2 separate regions of the Sus scrofa genome follow, and region 1 is linked to region 2. Evidence: chromatin contacts called from public Hi-C data. All regions are on one chromosome and are shown on one strand. The core of a region is the stretch at or near the end of the contact, and the rest is flanking DNA. Distances in the headings are between cores, read along the strand shown.

The links. A called contact is a pair of places that touch in the nucleus more often than the background predicts.
Region 1: a Hi-C map of adipose tissue shows a contact between it and region 2, with 5 times the contacts expected there. The contact joins two enhancer-like sites. A contact is called at or near these places in 1 of 5 promoter capture datasets (liver), 27 of 47 Hi-C or Micro-C datasets (adipocytes, adipose tissue, alveolar macrophages and 16 more) and 2 of 2 datasets of contacts at active chromatin or transcription factors (alveolar macrophages and skeletal muscle).

What each region holds. Positions count from the first base shown.
Region 1 is chr8:135,759,263-135,765,398 of Sscrofa11.1, reverse strand. TMEM150C (transmembrane protein 150C) reads right to left here. Exons shown (of 8, transcript XM_021101873.1): 7 at 4,675-4,852; 8 at 791-1,928. The coding sequence ends at 1,720. Among named protein-coding and RNA genes, the nearest start is that of ENOPH1, 40 kb to the left of the region's middle. Within about 2 kb of position 3,463, at least 3 of the 83 cell types and tissues checked have an H3K27ac peak or open chromatin away from gene starts, as enhancers often do. A contact at or near this core is called in adipose tissue, where this site is marked.
Region 2 is chr8:135,550,641-135,556,733 of Sscrofa11.1, reverse strand. The region is part of intron 1 of SCD5 (stearoyl-CoA desaturase 5); the gene reads right to left. Among named protein-coding and RNA genes, the nearest start is that of MIR9846, 23 kb to the left of the region's middle. Within about 2 kb of position 2,088, at least 17 of the 83 cell types and tissues checked have an H3K27ac peak or open chromatin away from gene starts, as enhancers often do. A contact at or near this core is called in adipose tissue, where this site is marked.

The sequences.
Region 1 (6,136 bases), core at 2,214-4,713, 210 kb before region 2:
TGCACCGGGATGGGGACTGAACCCGTGACCTGAGCCGCTGAAGTCAGGTTCTTGACCCGATGCACCCCAACAGGAACTCCCTCTTACTCATCTTTGAGTCTTTCTCTGATACTCCCTTCTCCTGTTCCCAGGTATCAGTGATTCTACCCAGCAGACGTTTGTTGAGCACCTAATACGTGCCAGGCACTGTGCTGGGAGGGGATAAACACAGGTGAAAAGTCACTGACCCCTCAAGGAGCTCAGAGTTTGGAGTGAGTTAAAAAACATTTTTCACATTATATTCCACGAAATCCCAAGCTTCTATGAAGTCAATTTGGGAATTTCTGGAAAGCAAAGTGCACTCAAGGAGGGTCTGTCAATTTATTTAGTCCATCTCAACCCATCCTGAATTGAGAATTCTGCCCTTTTTTATGAAGCTCAGCCTCTACCGCCCAGGCATATATATGGTTAGTCTGAGTTCCAGACTCTGCAGGTGGGAGCTACGTGTTGGGTAGAAGGGAACTATAGCTGCACCGATTTGTTTTTTGGGGGGAGGGCAGCCTTTTCATTGGCTTCTACAAATTCCAAGTGTGAAAAGCCCTTAAACCCGCCCCCAAAATACTAAATTTGAGCAATACATACATATTAAGAACCTCTCGGTTTGGACTTAACAAGATGCTCTGAAAGCCCCATCGTTTATCAGTGTCCAGCAGGAGCTCTTTTTATTACCTCCACGTGTATTTCTTTGTGCTTTTCTGGAACATTTTCTTAGCGTCAAACACAGAAGTAGCACATGAAGCCTGCACGTGACTTTTTTTTTTTTTAGCATGGTTGAACCCCAAACGAGCTCCGTTCCTGCATTTGGCGTACATCCTTTTTGTCCATGAGGCCTCAAGAGCCCCATGGTAGTTCTTAAAGAAAAAAAAGGCAACCCATGAAATGTCAAATACAAACTGAACACAGCATACCATGGAAGCAAAAAGCGACACCACACCCTCGCTGCCCTGATCTTGTTGCACGCCTGGCAGACCACGGTCTTGCACATACTCACACTTGGAAATATTTTCTCTGTCACAGTCACGGCCAAGTCGCGGTGGCGGGTTTCCCTCTCACAGCGTGTAGTGTATCCTTTCACCAGATCTGCTCGGCCAACCACTGAACCACGATGAGAGGAGCTTGTGTGGGAAAGTTCTGTCCTTGACCCCGTGCTCTCCCCAGGGTACGAGGCGGGGTCACACCCCTGTGTGGTTTCCATCCAACTGGGTGACCCTCGGTCCATCCAAGTGCGCTAGTGCCAGACTCAGAACTTCATCACGAGCCGCTTCCAAGCCCTTTGGGTCTGAAGGCAACGTGGGGAGTTGGCATCGTTCCGGTGTTCCGATTGGCCTGCCCGACGCCGTGGTAGGGTGCCTCGATGTCTGGGGTTGGTGAAAAGGACCAGGAGAGCAGGGGCGTCGGCGGGGGGGGGGGTGATCATGCACAAGCTTCTTGCTCTGTCGTGCATCGTATTTTCAGTGTAACAGCGTGTATTTCGACACAGGGCTTGTGCTTTTTCAGTAAATAACTCGCCCTGAAAAGCTCATTTGGCAAATGTGGCCACAAACGCGCTCGCGTGTGTGTGTGTGTGTGTGTGTGGGACGTGTGCAGTGTGTCATGAGGGGATGTGTAAAGTCCTGTGGGTGTGTCCCAGCCCCTCCCCCGCTGCCACACCCACCTCCCCAGCGGGCAAAACCTGATGGGTTACACCTGGTCGGTCTGGTATTCAGACGCTTCCGACAGGGTCTCCGAGAAGCTCAGGAAATTCTCCTGGTACTCGGAACACACGATCTCGTAACGATAGTGCCGGAACTCCACGGCGAAGGTGCCGAAGTAAGACAGGAAGCACATGACCAGGCCCCACTGGACCCTGGCTGCGTACATGTGGATGCCTTGGGCCATCAGGATGAAGTCTGGGGAGAAGCCGTCAAGGAAAGTCCGCCCGCCGGCCGCATGGACACTGGGCTCTCCTCCGGGCAGAAACAGGGTCCCCGAAAAGCCTGGCTCCCCCTTCGCTAGCGAAAGTTAGGCTGGCACACCCGGCTCAACACCAGCATCTACATGAGTCGGGAGTTCCGAATCTGACTAGCATCCACGAGGACGCAGGTTCCATCCCTGGCCTCGCTCCGTGGGTGAAGGATCCGGCGTTGCCATGAGCTGTGGTGTAGGTCGCAGACACGGCTCGGATCTCTAGTTGCTGTGGCTGTGGGGTAGGCCGGCGGCTACCGCTCCGACTGCACCCCTAGCCTGGGAACCTCCACATGCGGCGGGTGGGGCCCTAAAAGACATCTACATGAATAGTACAGGGGAACCTTATCGAGCCTTACTTTGTGCCAGACATGCTTCCAGGTGCTTTCAGCGAAAACTTAATCTTCGCAATACCCTATTATCATCAGTGCATTTAAAGCAACGACATGGAGGCCACATGGGTAACAGGTATCAACTGGTGGAACTGGGCTTCAGTCAGAAGCACTCTCGACTCCCTGGCCATACACTTGACCACTGTATTCTATGACTGCCTAATAAACTGTGAGAGTAGCTAGAGAATTATAATTCCAAAGTAATTAGCCAGAAAAATAAAGTTACATTTATAAAGACATTGCAAAGGGCTGTGGAACAATTTGAACGTGTCTAACTCCCTCCGTACAAACTGTCTGTCTCTGCCCGGCTATTGACAGCGTCGACATGGCCCTTCTTTCCTCTGGTTTCCACGATTGTCTTTCAGACAATACTGCATAGGCCGGTTTCATTCCTGGGGCTGCATTTAAGCTTGTGCCCAACGGAAAACAGGCAATGAAAAAAGCAAAGAAACGCCAATGCATTTGGAGTGCACACACACACACACATACACACACACGCGCGTGAGCACCCCAGTATACATGAAGGCAGGAGCTAGGAAGGAGAAAAGTTCGTAGTATTTTTTAGTGAACCACTAAGAGGCCATGGACTAAAGAAAATTATTTAGAAAAATCAGAAAATTTCCCTCAGAATTAGTTCTACCTTCAGAACTTAGACTTAAAATCTTGGAAAATTTTCAGAGAGCAAAAAAAAAGTATGTGAAAAGTACTTCAGCCAAACTTTGCTTCCCTGACAAGGCCTGGATCCATTCACCCAAGAACCAAGAAATGATTCCAAGTCTTCAGAAATAGTCTGGATCAGAATTGTTTGGTATAAACTCAAAACTCAGAATAATTTAAAATCTGTACACACTTTTTGCCTGAGGGTTCAAAATCTTGCCAAAGCAATATTAACTTACTACCTAAGTTACTGGGAGAGAGAGGACTGGCAGGGTTCTTCAACTATTTTGTCGGGTTGCTGGCAATAAGCAAGTTTCTTGGCCTGAAGTTCAAGTCCTTAAATGCTCTCCACCTCACTGTCACTGCACAACTTGAGAAAACCACTGAAATGACTGAATGGCAGCTTGTGAGGGAAGAAGAAACACGTGGCTCCAAGGACTCCACGAACTAAAGAACCTCTCCGAGCTTCGTGTTTTAAAGCCACCCTACGGAGGGATGGCACAGTGGTTAAGGCTGCAGAACTGAGCCTGAGCTTAAAACGAATCGACACAAACGATGTGGGATCGCGGGTAAACTGACCTTTGCTTTACGCGATTCTCATCGGTTGAGTGAGGATTCAAAGGGTTGACACATTTAACGTGCTTGGAACAAGGCCAGCACGTCACAAGCGCCCAGTAAACACTGGCTGTTACACCGAAGACTGGAATCGCGACAGCCGTCCAGCGGGCCAACCGAGAAACCTTCACCTCTTTCCCCGACTTCCCAGCGACGCCGCAAACTCCTGGGCTGGCTCCGCCCCCACGGGACGGCTGGCTGATCTGATTGGTGGGCTCGGAATGGGCCGGCTTCCACTGGGCCGATGCTACCAGGTGGGGTCGCTGTGCTCCTCCCGAGACGCGTCTCTGCGGGTGGGCTTGAGATTAAACTGAGTTCTCCTCTCCCTTTCCCTGATTTCTCTGCTTATTACTGGGTGGATACACTGAATTCCAGGGTGTGAGAGAGGAAGTCTGAGCCATTCTCCTTTCCTAGTTTACCAGGAATAAAGACTGATCTCTCGATCCGCATCTGACCCCTGGTATCTATTCTCCACCGGTTCAAACTCCCAGGGAGGAAGGGAAATAGACCCTCAAAACTCAAAAATATTTGCCTAGGACAATAGCCTGGTTCTTGAATTTCTTTTCCAGAAGAATTTACCCGTTTTCCTGAAAGATATAAAGGTATTTGTCCCTTGAAATTCATTTTGGAATAAGTAAATGAAATAACAGGGCCACTAATAAAGCCACAAACGAGAAATTTTTAGGATGGAAAGAAAACAAGCATCGTTCTCTTTGGGTCATTCAGTCTGTTTCTAACAAAGGGAAGCCTTTACGTCATCAAGGACAGGAGAATGCTGACGTTATTCCTACAGACTGAAAACAATTTTGAGAAAGCAGAGCTTGTTTTATTTTCAGTTCTCTTTGGTGTTAAAAATAGGTCTGAGAGATTTCATCTTTATACCCATTTCTTTTGTTGTCTAAGATTATGAGATGATCTGAGAGTACACCCTAAGCAACTGAGATGGCACTTTGCTCCTTTTCAACATAAACAAGTTATCTGTGCTTTACTCTCACTGACAAAGAACCTTTTCACATTCAAAGGATACAGAGGACCACACAGAGAGTGATAGATGCTGAGAGAATAACTCGTGGAATTCCAGTTTTCCGTCCTTCATTCTTGATGTTGACTTTGAGTGTCAAGGCAGCCTGGATCCAGCAGGTCAATGTGCCAAACCCGAAAGTCAAGGAGGTTCCGACATTATGGATTTCTTCATCATTTGTGAGCTAAGGGATGAACAGATAATGACACGTGGAGGCCCGTTAGAAAAGACACACAAGCCAACAGAATATGCGAGTGAGAAAAAATAGGTAAAGGGATGCCCCAATAATGGGATGGTAGGTTTTAGGAAGAAAAGAGGCCTTCATTGGAGTTCCCGTCATGGCTCAGTGGAAATGAATTAGACCAGCATCCATGAGGACGCAGGTTTGATTCCTGGCCTCAATAAGTGGGGTTAAGGATCTGGCGTTGCCGTGAGCTGTGGTGTAGGTCACAGACTCGGCTCAGATCCCCTGTTGGTGCGGCTGTGGTGTAGGCCAACAGGTACCACTCCGATTCGACCCCTAGCCCGGGAGCCTCTATATGCTTCGGGTGTGGCCCTAAAAAGACAAAAAAAGAAAAAGAAAAGAGGCCTTCATTTCCACTGGCTCTTTAATTAATTAGTTAACGTATTTATTTTTTGCTTTTTAGGGCTGCATTGGCGGCACATGGAAGTTCCTAGGCTAGGGGTCAAATCAAAGCTGTAGCTGCCAGTCTACACCACACCACAGCAGCATGAGATCGAAGCCTTGTCTGCGACCTACACCACAGCTCATGGCAACACTGGATCCTTAACCCACTGAGCCAGGCCAGGGATCGAACCCGCATGGATCCTAGTCAGGTTCATTACTGCTGAGCCACGACGGGAACTTCCATTTCCCGTGGCTCTTTGTGCTTGTTCTTCCATTGGTTAGATCTCTGAGGGGAAGAAGGGAAGTGACCCCAAACCTCCAAACCTTTGTCTGGAAAAAACCTACAAGCAGTGGTAATCTGTTTGAATATATTTTCCAGATAAGTTTTGTTAAAAAGTAAAAGAAAAAAGCATGAGAGTTGTGAAAAGAAAAAAAAGAGAGACATGTCAAATTTTCTGCAAACATAACCCCCAAACTCTGTTGTCCAGACTAAGAAATGACACTGGAAGCTGGCTGTGTAATTTACTCGCTGAGGACACCGAGTTCTCAGCAGGTCAAGACTTCACTGGCCTGGACAACTAATGACCCTTGGGCTATGCTCTGCTCCTGCCAAACCGGCCAGTCTGTGTAATGTGGCCAATTCATTGCTAATGGGCTTTTGTTTTCCTGTTATAATAAAACAACTGCACTTAGGGCTTTTGCTGTACTTGGGACCCATTAAAGGGCAACAGTGTTGGAAGATTCCTGGCCAAAGCTTTTATACAGTTAGTAGGTTAAAGAAAACCTATTTGAATTATTTCTAATGGGGGTTAGAGTATAAACTGCCCAAATCATTTAAAA
Region 2 (6,093 bases), core at 839-3,338:
AAAAAGAGATCAGGGGTGCTCTTTTCATGCTTTTGCCTTTCCAGCCACCTCTGATTTTTACTGTGCCTTTCCCGTACGACAGCCTTCAGATACTGTGATCTCCAAGCATTCGACAACTGCGGGCTCAGACCCTGAAACGAGAAGGGACCAGTGTCGAGATGCTGTCAGAGGCGTCACGGAGGAAGGGGGACGGGGAGGGAAACGAGGTCATGGGCAAGGTAAGATTAAATTCAACAAGTGAAACCAAACCCGAGTGTTTGAGAGTGAGGGCAGTTAACACTCGATGGCAGAGCTGAACGTGGCTAAGAGAGCAGATCTTAGAAGCGCTCCTCACAAGAAAACCAAACTGTAACGCTGCCCGATGATGGGTGTTGGGATGTAGCAACATCTCCGAGCATTCCCGTGGTGATGGGATGTAGCCCCATGGACTTCCCGTGGTGATGGGATGTAGCCCCATGGACGTACAGCAAGTCAGTAAGTTGTACGGCTGAACTCATACAATGGTATACGTCAGTTACAGCTCAATTTAAAAATAAGTATTCGAAACATGTTACTGGATGGACATAAAGTCAGTTTAATTAGCACAAATATCCACTATCTAGAAACATGGCTCCCTTTTGCAGGCATTACCCGAAATAGTAAAACAACAACAAAAACTAAGAACTGTACGAAAAATGCCGAACATAACACAAATTACTTGATGAAAATGGCCAAAACATTTCTTTTTAAATAAAGTCACTGTTGCTGGAGTTCCCATGGTGGCTCAGCGGAAACGAATCCGACTAGGATCCATGAGGATGCGGGTTCCATCCCTGGCCTCGCTCAGTGGGTTAAGGATCGGGTGTTGCCATGAGCTGTGGTGTAGGTCGCAGACATGGCTCAGATCTGGCGTTGCTGTGGCTGTGGTGTAGGCCGGCGGCTACAGCTCCGATTCGACCCCTCGCCTGGGAACCTCCATATGCCACAGGTGCGGCCATTAAAAAGCAAAATAAATAAGTAAATAAATAAATAAAGTCACAGTTGTTCATTTCTTGGCCTTTTTTCCCCCCTCTTGCCTATATTAAGGGTCCCCAGGAATTCCCTGGCGGCTCAGCAGGCTAAGGATCCGGCATTGCCACTGCTGTGGCTCAAGATCCCTGGCCTGGGAACTTCCGTATGCCATGGGCGAGGACAAATAATAATAATGATGATGATAATTATAATGAAGGATCCCCAGGTGGCGAAGAATGCACCCACCAGCCCCTCAGGCAATTCTCAGGCACAAGCTTCCACACCCACTCCCCGCTCCCCCCCCTCCCCAGCCAGGGCTCTGGTCTGCGGGGAGGCTGCAGGGAGAGGGCAGAGGAGCTGCTCTGAAGGGTGACTCATCCAGCTGGTGATACTAGATACGACCCCGGCGCAGGCCCAAGTCAGAGGCACCCATGAGCGGCTCTCGCTACTGCGGCTGTTGTTGCTGGCACTTGCCTGGAATAGGCCTACCTCCTGGCTCTTCCCCAGCACTCTTCTCCCACTGTATGGAGCAGACAAAGCGCAACTTGGGCGCTTGGCCAAGAGCGCCCACCGAGTGATAAGGGAACGGGGGGCAGACACGGTAACACACTGCCTCTCGTGGTATTGTCACTTTGTGATCAATTTTTCCACAAGTGTGTTCTTTTTAACTACAAAACCCCCAAGCAAACCCACAATTTAATCTTCTCCCTACTAGTTCTCAGTTGACTGTTCCTGCGAGGCCACATGCAAAAAGCCCCGGCTGTGACTTCCCAGGCAAATGGCAGGAAGCACCTTAGCAGCTTCTGTGTTTTTTCTAATAGTTCCACGGGCACGTCCTCTCCCTCTCAACGCCAGCAAGCTACCCGACATCCACGAGGGGCTGGGGGTTGAGTGTGCGAAGCAGGCAGTTGGGAGGGTAGGATCCCAGCATGGAGGTCAAGAGGCCTGTATTTCAGCCCCACCACGGACTCCCCCTCTGGACCACAGGTCCCTCATGGACAAAAGGAAGCCTCCCCTTTGCCTTGAAATGTCGAAATGTACGAGGCCTGGTAGTGTCAGCCCACGGGTGCCCAGAGGTGTAGACACAGCACCCCCTACTGGCAGCCTGTGGGCAGTGAGGCCGGGGTCACCAGCTCAGCCTGCTGGCCCAGCTGTGGATGGGGTGAACACACACACGCCACTAGACATACAAGGGACGCCTAACACGGCCCGTGCAGGGCACAGGGAAACCCACTCACTGCCCGGTCACAGCAGGTGTGGGAAAAAGAACGGAGAGATGCACGACTGATTCGCTTTGCTGTCAGCCTGGAACTCACACAACATTGTAAGTCAACTCTACTCCAATAAAAGTAAAAAACACAAGCAAAAACACATCAACAGCAAGGTCCCACTGTGTGGCGCAGGGGGCTAGAGCCAGTATCTTGTGCTAAATCACAACGGAAAAGTATATGAAAAAGAAGGAAGTTCCCCCGCAGCACAGCGAGTTAAGGATCCAGCATGGGCCACAGCTGCACACCCAAAGCATTCACACATCAAATCAAATCAAATAAAATAAAACCGTTTCTAGGAGTTCTCTTGTTGCACAATGGGTTAAGGATCTGGCGTTGTCACTTGCAGGGGTTTGGGTCACTGCTGTGGCACAGGTTCTATCCCTGGCCCAAGACGCTCCGAATGCTGTGGGCGTGGCCCAACAAAAAACCACCAAAAAATGAAATAAAGCACCCTACTCCATTAAAAAAAAGAATATGTACATTCTTATATACATATAACTCAATCACTTTTCTGTACACCTGAAATTAACACAACATTCTAAATCAACTATACTTCATTTAAAACTACATAAATCATGCCAGACAAACAAGACCAATATAGGTTCACTTGCAATCTTCCCTAATCCTCGACTCCAACTCTGCTCAGGAAATGTCCAGACGCAGAGCCAGCAGAGGCAGGTCTCTGCGGTGGGTGAGCTGCGGAGACTCGAACGTTAGAGGCGCCAAAGGTTGCGGTCCTTTCCCAGCCCTTGGACCTAGGCTGGTCTTGTGATTTTGCTTTGGCCAACAGAAGGCAGGACAGTGACGCCCTGGGAGTCCCAGGCCTCAAGAGGCCTTAGGGTTTCTGCTTCAGTCTCTTGAAGCCCTGCCTGGATCACCAGGAAAGGAAGCTGGTTCAGCCTCCCAGAGACTGAGAGGCCCTGAGAACGAGAACGGAGGCGCCCAGCCAGCGGTCAGCGCCAGGCGCCAGGCGGCCCCTCCGGTGGAGCTTGGCTGCAGGAGCCAGACCCGGTGAGACCAGCGGAGAAGCAGCCCCGCCAAAGCCCGGAGCCAGGAGCCGGGATCTTTCACTGCTGGTCTCAGCCACTCAGTCTCGGGGGCTTAGACAGCCGGAGATAACTGAAATGTTTGCTTTTGCTTTCTCCTCTGTTATTTCTGTAATATGACCCTAGAATGGGATGCTTTCTGCCTCTCTTTGGACTGAGGCACCAGCTCGATAGGTATCGGACCCCCACATGGAAGTGAAACAAGTCCCCTCACGCGGAACTCACAAAGGGGATCACCTCGACCCGGCTCCAGCATCCGGGATGCCTCATTCAGTCAAGGCTATGAAAGGGAAGCAGGCGGGGAGACGGGACGAGCTTTTTTGGAAAAGACTGTTAATGAGCTGAGAGTGTCTCCCCTGATGCCCCAGGACGACAGGACTCTCCTTCACCTCAAGCCCAGCGATGTGGGCTTCCGTGCACCCTTGGAGAATTCTGAGATACAGCTGGGGGCACACGTCACGGGTCCTAGATTCGTGCCTCCTCCGCCCAAAGAAGGCTGTGACAGCGGGACAGAGGGGCACGTGGGGACTGGGGTGCTCTTGCGGGGTCTCCTGGGCAAAGTACATCAAATGTGCTCACTCAGAAGAGAGGGCTGGGGCGGGGTCAGCTGGGCTCCTGTCTCAGAGGACCGCCGACAGGCGCAGAAGGACCTCAGCAGCAAGAAACTGGGGTGCCCTAGAAGGGCAGGATCTTAGAAAGAAATTCCAAGGGCCCTCCCAGGATAAGATGACCCTCCTATGCCCCGAGGACCGGGGAGAGAGACGGCCGGTGATGGGGATTTCTGAGGACCCCACCACAACGCCCCCAGAGGGAAAGAGTCCGTGTCAAACACTGGCCCGGCTCAGAGAGTGGGAAGCCAACCTTCCTGAGTCCCTTGTCCCCAACGCCCTACCTGGCCCCCCAGTCCTGAGGGATTCAGAAACTAGCTAGCAAACTGAGACGTGCACGGAGGAAAAAAGCATAGGGCAGGGACCACCGAGGCCGCTGTCCCCCCACGAAGCCTGCCCATGGCCAACTCGCAGCCCCATGCAGCCTGGAGGTGGGGAAGGGAAAGGGTCGGCTTTACATCAAGTTCACAGGTTTGGTTCTCGCCTTGGGATCGTTGCGCTAACTTCTGAATGGAGACAGAGTGCAGCTTAGAATGAGGGAAGAACGACACAAGGCCTCTTTCTAAGAAGCAGTTGAAAAGTCAGGGGCCTGCCGCGTTTTCACTCTGCTAGTCTGTAACATCGCAAAGGCCAACGGGGGAAACCCGGTGACGTTTTGATTCCATCACTAACTGCATTTATGCTGCCTACATTTCTTCTTTTTTTGTTGTTGTTGTTTTTGTTGTTGTTGTTTTCAAGGGCCACACTTGCAGCATATGGAAGTTCCTGGGCTAGGGGTCGAATCGGAGCTACGGCTGCTGGCCTACACCACAGCCACAGCAACGAGGGATCCCAGCTGCGTCTGCGACCGACACCACAGCTCCTGGAAACGCCGGATCCCCAACCCCGTGAGCAAGGCCAGGGTGGAGCTCACATCCTCATGGACACCAGCGGGCTCGGCGTCCTCTGCACCGCAACGGGAACGCCAAGTCACATTTCTCCATTCCCCATTTTTCCAGAACATTCTTTTCAAGACAAAAGGAGCTCTTCGTGCAAATCTCTTTGCCCCCAGACAGTCACCCATCTTCTCTGCTCAAGTTATCCTTCCACAGACAAACTAGGTGGGCTTCTAACTTACTGCACAGTGACATTCATCCAAACCCAGCAAGTCCCCAGCTGCTCATGACTTGGGTCAGAGCAGCTACCGAGGCTATAAACTTGGAGACAGGTTTCCGGGGCCCTGAAGGCCTTGGCAAGCTTTTATCCCCATGACCGTGGGAAGAGGTCGGGACAGGTGTCTCCTGGCTTCAGGCCAGGCTCACTTCTCTGGAACACAGCACGTCATTCTGGCCACCCGCCTAAAAGCTTCCAAAGACTGAAATCTCTATGTAGGTGAGTTTTCAGATTTCATGCCGGGAAACTGCAATCTAATAGAGAAGAGGGGCTGGCAGACCTTCTGTCTGAACTTACCAGCAAGTAAATTTTTTATAAATAAAAGATGCAATCATCTATTTAGCATAACCAAACATGCTTGAAGAATTTAGGTATCACCTGCTGGTTCTCCAGAACTGAATGCATAATCACAGAGATGCATAATGCATGCAGACCCGGCCTGCTGGATACACTGGGTCTGGCTGGAGAGAGAGGGAACGGGGGTTGCATTTCAATCAACTATTTGCAGGTTAGGCGTTGCATTTATTCATGTCGCATAATAAAGCTGAGGTGGGAAAGGCCTCGATTTCTTTTCTGTGGACACTCACATGAGCCGAGGGGGACACATATTAGACGAGGAACAAGGGCACAGAGCCCTATTTCTGGCTGCACAACCAATGATGCTCAGGGCCGTGGAAGCTTAACTCACACTCCTGCAGGTCCTCCTCGATGCTGGGAATCAGCCGCCCAGGACGAGGCGTCGCACGCTGTCCTAAAAGACATCGCCAGGCAGACCTGAAAGACGCTACCCAGGTCCAGGGCACGGCCCCCAGGCTCCCCGGCACTGAGGCGACACCATTCCTCAAAATCCCATTTCGGGGGGGCAGATGCACATCATCCAGCCTCACCGCCTAAACCACAGAGACAAGGGGCTACTCGAAGCCCACAGAACCAGGGAATCGTTCCCCTGCAGGCAGACCCCTAGGAGAGGCCAAATCCTAAGCCCCGGGCTTCCAGGTGAGCCTGGGCATCTGAGCGAGGAGAGAC